Regions from separate parts of the Sus scrofa genome. Here region 1 is linked to region 2. The links are chromatin contacts, called in public HiChIP or PLAC-seq maps. All regions are on one chromosome and are shown on one strand. The core of a region is the stretch at or near the end of the contact, and the rest is flanking DNA. Distances in the headings are between cores, read along the strand shown. Region 1 holds the start of LSMEM2 (leucine-rich single-pass membrane protein 2). Region 2 overlaps GNAI2 (G protein subunit alpha i2).

What was found. HiChIP or PLAC-seq counts read pairs in DNA pulled down with a chosen protein or histone mark.
Region 1: a contact with region 2 is called in an H3K27ac HiChIP or PLAC-seq map of alveolar macrophages, with 2.2 times the contacts expected there. The contact joins the promoter of LSMEM2 here to the enhancer-like site in region 2. A contact is called at or near these places in 3 of 5 promoter capture datasets (fetal liver, fetal skeletal muscle and liver), 20 of 47 Hi-C or Micro-C datasets (adipocytes, alveolar macrophages, blood and 11 more) and 2 of 2 datasets of contacts at active chromatin or transcription factors (alveolar macrophages and skeletal muscle).

Annotation. Positions count from the first base shown.
Region 1 is chr13:32,751,058-32,754,909 of Sscrofa11.1, reverse strand. LSMEM2 (leucine-rich single-pass membrane protein 2) reads right to left here and starts at 2,395. Exons shown (of 5, transcript XM_021068814.1): 1 at 1,936-2,395; 2 at 1,624-1,756. The coding sequence starts at 1,999.
Region 2 is chr13:32,717,629-32,721,436 of Sscrofa11.1, reverse strand. All of the region lies in intron 1 of GNAI2 (G protein subunit alpha i2), which reads right to left. Among named protein-coding and RNA genes, the nearest start is that of GNAI2, 6.7 kb to the right of the region's middle. Within about 2 kb of position 1,841, at least 35 of the 83 cell types and tissues checked have an H3K27ac peak or open chromatin away from gene starts, as enhancers often do. A contact at or near this core is called in alveolar macrophages, fetal liver, fetal skeletal muscle and 6 more, where this site is marked.

The DNA of each region.
Region 1 (3,852 bases), core at 1,146-3,645, 33 kb before region 2:
GGGACTTTTTCTTTTAGGCTATTACCAAAGCGACCTCAGGAATGGCTGTCCACAGCCACCCAAAGAGTACAATATTGCCACCATTAGGCATCTCCACTGAAAAAAGTTTAATATACCTAAGTGCACACATATATTTGCTAAGTTGGGAAATGAGGAAAGGCTTTTCTTGACCAATTTGGTTGGTTTTCTTTGCTTGGGGAGCCTGACCAATATGTGTGTGGCTTCCTAGTTCACAGCCTCTGCCCATGTAGTCACTGCAATCTGTGTACTTTTTCTGTAATTTTAATTATTTTCAGACCCAGTGGAGTGTTTGTTTTGTGATTTCTAAACATTGTATTCTGGGGTTTTTTGTGTTTTTTTTTTTTTCCCCCTCCTTTAAATCTTGGCCCCTTGAGATCTTCAGATGTCAAATGGAGGGACACTGCAGGGATACCTCCTGACACAGGCAAGGGTGACTGGACTCTGGGCCTATCACTTTCAGTACAGTACCTCAACCTTTGTGATTTGCTTCAAACGGGCCTCTGCCATGCTCAAAAGAAAGTGAAACAGGAGTTCCCATTGTGGCTCGGTAGTTAATGAACCTGAATAGGATCCATGAAGATGTGGATTTGATCCCTGGCTTCGCTCAGTGGGTTAAGGATCCAGCGTTGCCGTGAGCTGTGGTGTATGTCGCAGATGCAACTTGGCTCCCGAGTTGCTGTGGCTGTGATGTAGGCCGGCAGCTTCAGCCCCAATTTGACCCCTAGCCTGGGAACCTTCATATGCTGTGGATGTGGCCCCAAGAAGACAAAAGACCAAAAAAAAAAAAAAGTGAAACAAAAACAGGTACTGGCTGTCATTATGACTGGGTGATGGTAGTTTGAGGTTCATATTAAATTCCCTCTTTGCACTTGGCTGTGCTTTTCACACACTTTAAACTGAACTTGGATTCTGTTACCAGGAAAAACCCTAGTAAATGTTATTGTTAAGACGCCCCCACACCCGGGGCCAGGCCCCTCCCATCCAGTATAAAATGCTGAAAATGTGATGGGAGGAGTGATTAGATCAGGCTGGAGCCTTGGAGCAGCACTGTATCTGAAGCTTCCCAAGTCAATGCTCTTGTCCCTCCAACCCTCCATCCCTCTTGAATACAGTGGGGCAATGAGTGGTAGCCACCAAAGTCTTAACTAGAAGTCAGACAGGCCAGGCCAAGGGACCCCAACTTTTTAGCCCACATTTCAGGCTAGAATCCTATACACTCCCAGTCCCTGGGCCATGCACCCAAACGCTATCCAAAACCATTGCCCACCCCCAATCCCAGTGTCCTCCCCGAAGGAAGAACTGCACTGGCCAGACTGCCTGGCCCACTTAAGCACAGGCTCTGGTTTACTCTTCCCCCAAGTGGGGAAGCTCCTCTAAGCACCCCCTGCAGTCCCTTGCAGGAGGAATAGGCCTGAGCTGAAGAGGCTTTCCAGACTCAGTAAGCCGTTCCTTCATGCGCAGCGGGGGCAGGTCTCTCTTCTGGGATATAGTGATTAATGACGAGTCAAGAAAATGAGGTCAGTGGGACAGAGGCCAGGTTTCTCCATGGTCCACAGAGTCAGAGGATTGGGGCCTTACCCTCCCTTCAAGTTATTTTCCTACCTTCTTGGGTTCCTTCGGGCATGGTGGGTGGGTGGGCAGCCAGGAGCCGATGAGCGTGCCCAGTAGCAGGACAGGAGGGAGTAGAAGTGGCTCCTATGACCCCGGAGAAGGCCTGGCCACCTCCCAGCCTGCACTGAAAATAGAACTGAGCTCAGCCCACTGGGCTATATTTAGAGGGGGCAACACCATGGGAAGGGGCGGAGTGACCCACATAGACCAGCCTGGACTCTGCCTGGTGCTGGAGCCCAGGGGAGGATGTACCTCAACGAGGGCCTGGGGCCACGGTCTTTCCCAGGACACCCTGCTACTCACACGTGCAGGGACATGGAGCCTTCAGCCGAACAAACCTCCTCATACCTCCAGTGATGTCCCCCATGGTAACCAAGACATTGAATGGACTCCTGTGCACAAGAAAATACCTGGGCTAAAACCAGTGTGCCTTTTATCAGAAGGAGGCAAAGACACCCCTAAACCACACAGAGAGCCCAGTGGCCACCAATCCACACCACCACATGGCTCAAGCAGGGGTAACACTCGGAAGGTCACAAGCACACAGGCCAGGATGGGACAGTATATTTCTCGTCTGTCAGAAGCAATGAAAAGGTGGATGGCAAAGCCTAGATTCTGACAAGGTCCCAGAAGTGACGCAGAACCCAAAGAGGGAAACCCAGCAGTCTTCCTGAGCCGGGTGACAGGCATTCAGGAAGGGCACCAATTAAGACCCTGAGTCTGCACAAGGGACATCGCCCTTAGCCCTGCATTTGACCACCCAGTCTGCTCCCGCGCTCAGGAGAAAGTTACAAAAGCTTGAGGCTGGGCCCCAAACCCCGCTGTCAGCCTTGGTAGAGGAGGCCTTCAAGGTCCATCCTCAGCAGTGAGACTTAACAGAGGCCAGTGAAGAAAACACGGCTTTGGGCTGCTGTGATTGACCCACTGTGTCGTCGAGGGGACCCTAAAGGGCTGACAAACCCAGGCAGACAGCCTAGGAGCCACCTGGGGGGAAACCAGTGTGCCTTTTGTCAGAAGGAGGGGGGGGCCTGTTGCAAGCTCCCTCTTGTGGGCAACAAAGAAACAACCCTAAGCAGCCCGAGTTCCTGGTGAAATTGGGGTGAGATACCATCACACAGAGGGACCTACAGACCAAATGATCAACCAACATGCCCCAAGGACCTGGTGGGCTCCAGATCCTAAGACAATGCATCCTCATTGCTCCAAGGGAGCCTCGAGTCACCCTTGACATTGCAGGCAGGAAAATGACTTTCTTTCCCTTTTTTTTTTTTTTTAGGAGTCACACCTACAGCATAAGGAAGTTCCCAGGCTAGGGGTGGAATAGGGACAATGACAAGAAAACTCACTTAACATTTCCAAAATCATATTCAAAGAGGAATATTTACAAGAATGCTGGCCATGCCATCAACAGTCCCAGCTGGCTAGTAGCCTTTCTCTTGCATTTCACCTGAACCTACAATTTCCGATGACTACCTAAATCACTACTCCCTTGACCTCTGCTAGGCACACTCGCACCTTCCAGGGGGCTATCCCAGGGCTTTTACCTGACTCCCCCATACAATGGGACCCAAGGCATGGGGCACACTAAGTTAAATTCCACAAATGGCATTTGTTTCACACACCCCCAATGCACTCCCGCCCCCAGGTATAATTATATCAGCTGTTCTGCTTCTTATACAACAATACGCTGTACTTACAACCTCACCCATGTGTGCTGTTTCAAATAAGGAAATTTTCCATCTCCTTGAAATCAAATTCAACCCACTTGTGGGATACGGAACAAATAGTGAGCTGACTTTCCCGCCTCTGCTCTCTGACAAAATCATACTGGAGCATTTTTATTAAGACTTTTATGACATCATATGGTCTAAACGACCAAAAGAATGGTTTCTTTTCCCCGAGTTGCACACATACTAGCAATAGCTTTGTTCTTCAAGGACTCCCAGCTCCAAATAACCATGAGGCAGACATTCACTTCTGCACCTCTGAAGGGCTTTGTTCTGCAGACACCCAAACCACCCTGTGTTATGGAATTATAGCCAGAGCCTGACCTTTTTCAATCAACCTATGGCCTCTAACTGCAGTGATGATGTCCCCTTCACAGGAGAGGGAACTAGAGGGATAAGAGGGATTTTCACCACCAAACCCAGAGAGCAGGAGCAATGATCTTAGCAGTGGCAAGGCTAGCCACAGGACTGCAGCTCCACAGGGAGACTTTAT
Region 2 (3,808 bases), core at 592-3,091:
GATTGAACCCACATCCTCGTGGACACTAGTCAGGGTGATTACCCCTGATCGACACTGGGAACTCCTACTTTTTTTTTTTTTTTTTTTCTTTTCTTTTTAGGGCCACAACTGCAGCATTTGTAAGTTCCCGGATTGGGGGTTGAATCCGGAGCTGGCCTACACCACAGTCACAGCAATGCTAGATCCGAGCTGCATCTGCAAGCTATGCCACAACTCACAGCAACACCGTATTTTTAACCCACTGAGTGAGGCCAGGGAACAAACCCACATCCTTATGGATATTAGTCGGATCCTTAACCCACTGAGCCACAACGGGAATTCCTTTTTGGGGGATGCATCCAGGGGATGTGGAAGTTCCTGGGCCAAGGATCAAACCTGTGCCACAGTAGCAATCTGGGCCCCTGCAGTGACAATAATACCAGATACTTAACCTACTGACCCACATGGGAACTCCTACCTCTCCTCATTCATGGTGGCAGACCTTGGGTGAGATGCCCATGCCTGGGCCTCATGGCCCAATCTACGAAAAGTACCCCACAAGGGAGGGTACCAAGCCCAACGCCTGCCAAGAGGAGCCTCCCTTGGGCCTTCACACCCACCCCAAACTGCTCCAGGGTCCAAGCCCAAGGTTTGTCTATGTGCCCACAAGCCATGGGCCATGCTGAGAAATATGACATCATAGGTCCCAGGGATGGGCACAGAGATAGGAAAGGACAGCCTGAGGTCACATGGTGAGGAAAGTGGGGAGTGGGCCCTCTGGGACCCGAAGTCTTGACTGGCCATGAGGATGCATGTTCTCAGCTTTGTGAGTGACCTCAGAGCCCACTAAGACCCTGATGCATCTACTGCTTCTGCTGTAGCTCTCCTAAGCCTCTTAGGCTCCTCAGCTCTTGGCCTGACAACTTAGAGCAGAATTCTGGGAACCTCTGTGGGGAGGACAAGGCAGGAAAACTTGGGTTTTGGAGGCCAAGAAGCATGAGGGCCAGTCTCCCCACACCTCTCATGCTGTGGCCAACTCACAGCATGGACACATCAATCACCACCTTGTACCTTACACGGGCGCACCACAGCCTTTGCTCTTTCTTAGTGGGGGCTCCCTGCAGGACATTTCTCCCTTCTCCCCATCTGGACAACTCATGGTCTTGAGACCAGGCTCAGGGGTCCCCATGCTGGACCATGACAGTCTCTGAGCCTTCCTCAGCCCTGGTCTCCTGAGCCTGGGCGGGGGGTGGGGGGTGGGGGTGGAAGGCACAAGCATGTTAGGGACAAAGCGAAGCACTAAGTTGCCTGACTATGACCTAAGTATTACTGTGAGGGGACATGGACCAGGACCCACAGCATCTGTCTGTCATCCTGACTGACCAATTCTTGCCACTTGGGCAGAGACTTCTGAGGGGCTACAGGAGTTGGGGGCAGGCGCTCAGAGTCACCACCTGGGTCATGTTTTGGTATCTCTGCTTACTGGGTGAGTCACGTAATGTCCCTGACCCTCAGTTTCCACATGAACGAAATGGATAAAATGTCAGTCCCAGCCTCACAGCCCTATGCGATAGTCAAGGCTTAATGAGAGGCAGCTGCTGTTGTCACGAGAGGGGAAACTGAGGCCCAGTGAAAGCACCCCCAGGCCCAGTGGGTAGTAACAGGGGGAATCCTTAGGCTGGATCAAGGGCCCCTCTGTCTACCCATAGACAGGGGAAACCCAGAGTGAGCTAATCCCAGGGCTGCTGCTCCATTTCCGGGCATTCATCTGGGCCTGCAGCCGGCCTTCCGGCTTTGGAGGGCAATGGCCGCTTGGGAACATAGGAGCAGCCCTCTGTTTTCCTGCTAGCCACCCCCAGTCGGCGTCCCTCTCCCAGCCACCACTTCCTGTGGTCAGAGGAGGGGCCTGGAATCCTCTTCAGAGGGGCCACCTTCTCTGAGATCCTGGATCCAGTGATTGCTGGGGCAAGACAAGGGTCAGAGCTGTGCGGACTAACTCCAACCCAGTGACTACCAGTAGGGTGGCCCAGGGAGATATGCAGATGCGCCTGCACAGGTGGGGCTCACCTTCTAATCCCCCAGATGACCTGGCTCACACCCCCCCACCCCAGTGCAGAGTGTGAGCAGCCCTCTGGCCTCTTCCTCTTTTGAGCTCCTCCTCCTCCAGCTGCTTCCTCCTTTTCCTCCGGTGTGGACACCACTTCCCCGAGAGGCCCAGCCCTGCCATGCAGACCTCACTGCCCCTCCTCCAGCCCAGCGCACAGTAAGTGCTGCTGTAGCACCCTGGCACTCTGGAATCCTCCAAGCCACAAGGATACCTTCTCACAAGCCTTATATGATCCCACCTTCGGGCTTTGGCTCAAACTGGCCCGGCACTTACTGCCAAGCCTTGGAAGTATACACAGAAGCCCAGGACTGAAGGCCTGGCCCAGCCAAGAGAATGTGTGGTTATTCTGGGGAGGTTATTCCTCCCAAACCAAGATGATTGTAGCCCCAAGAAGCAGCATTGGGGTGAGGGTGGAGTGGGTTGGGGTTTAGTAAGAACAAGAGCTCCAGGCTGGCGGGCTGGAGAGGAGGGGTGGGGCTGGGCAGAGGGGGCCCCACCCTGCACCTGTGGCTGAGGGAGGGGCCGCCTCTAGAGCCACCACCAAAGGGCCTAGTCCTTGCCCTCCCCAGGGCTTTCTTAGGCAGGTCCCATCAGCTGAGGCCTGGCCAAAATCTGCTGACACCTTCCCCACTCTGAACTTGGAGGTTAGGACTCTCCTGCCCCGAGATACTGGGAGGTTGAGCCCAAAGCTGGCCTGGGCCCTGCCCCCATCTGCCCCATCCTGCCAGGGAGGCAGCACTCAGACTCAGATTGTCTCGCCCTCTGCTGGGGATGTGGTGGGACAAGTTTTGATCACTCAGAGGCTAAGAGCTTATGCGGACATTTCCTCCATCCTGTTTCTGCCAAAAGGGATGCCTTTTAGAGAGACAGACCGAGACCGAGAGAGACAACCAGGGACTGAGACCAAGGGCAGAGTGTACAGGACCAGTGTGCGGCCTGTGACCCAACCTGCCCCATGCACCAGCCCCTGCGGTGCTGGAGCCTAGGACCTCACTGGGAACCCATCAGGCCCCATGCCCAGCATTACCTGCTGTCACTAGGCAACAGTTTGCAAGCCTAGGATACCAGTGATGCTACCGGGTGGCCCCGCAGGCCAGCCCAGGGCCAACCCTGAATGGCTGTTCACGCCCGAAGGGGTCCTGGACCATGCCAAGCCCCATCTGGCAGCCTAGGCTTCAACTCAAGCACAGTGGGTGGCTCAACTGCCTCAGGGCCTGGCAAGCCTAAGCTCCCCAGCTGGCTTGACTTCCACCTCCAGCCACAGCGGCAGGCATTCCCTCTGTCCTCACCACCTGCTCTGCCCTCTGTCTGGGGTTCTCCACTCCTACCCCTCAATGAGATGCCCTCAGCTGAGCTCCTGTGTCACCTTCTTTGTAAAACCACCTTGAATTGCCCAGTCTCCCAGCTCAGGGCTATCCCTTGAAGGACCCACTCTCACTCCTATCCTAGAGGTACGACTTTTACTGGCTGCACCAACACTGGAGTCATGGGCGGGAGCGGAGCCCAGTGGGACAAGGCAGGACCCAGCCAGAGGGGGTCAGAAATGGCTTAGACCCCCTACTCCCTCCCTAGCTTGGGAGCCCCAGGGCTGCACCACTGGCCCTGGAAGACAAAGCCTAGCCTAGCCTGGGGGAGGGGTGGGAAGAAGAGACTCAAGAGGCCCAAGCTGCCCCGCCTCCCATTCAAGTGCTAATGAGCTCCAGGCAGGATGGCGGATGGCAG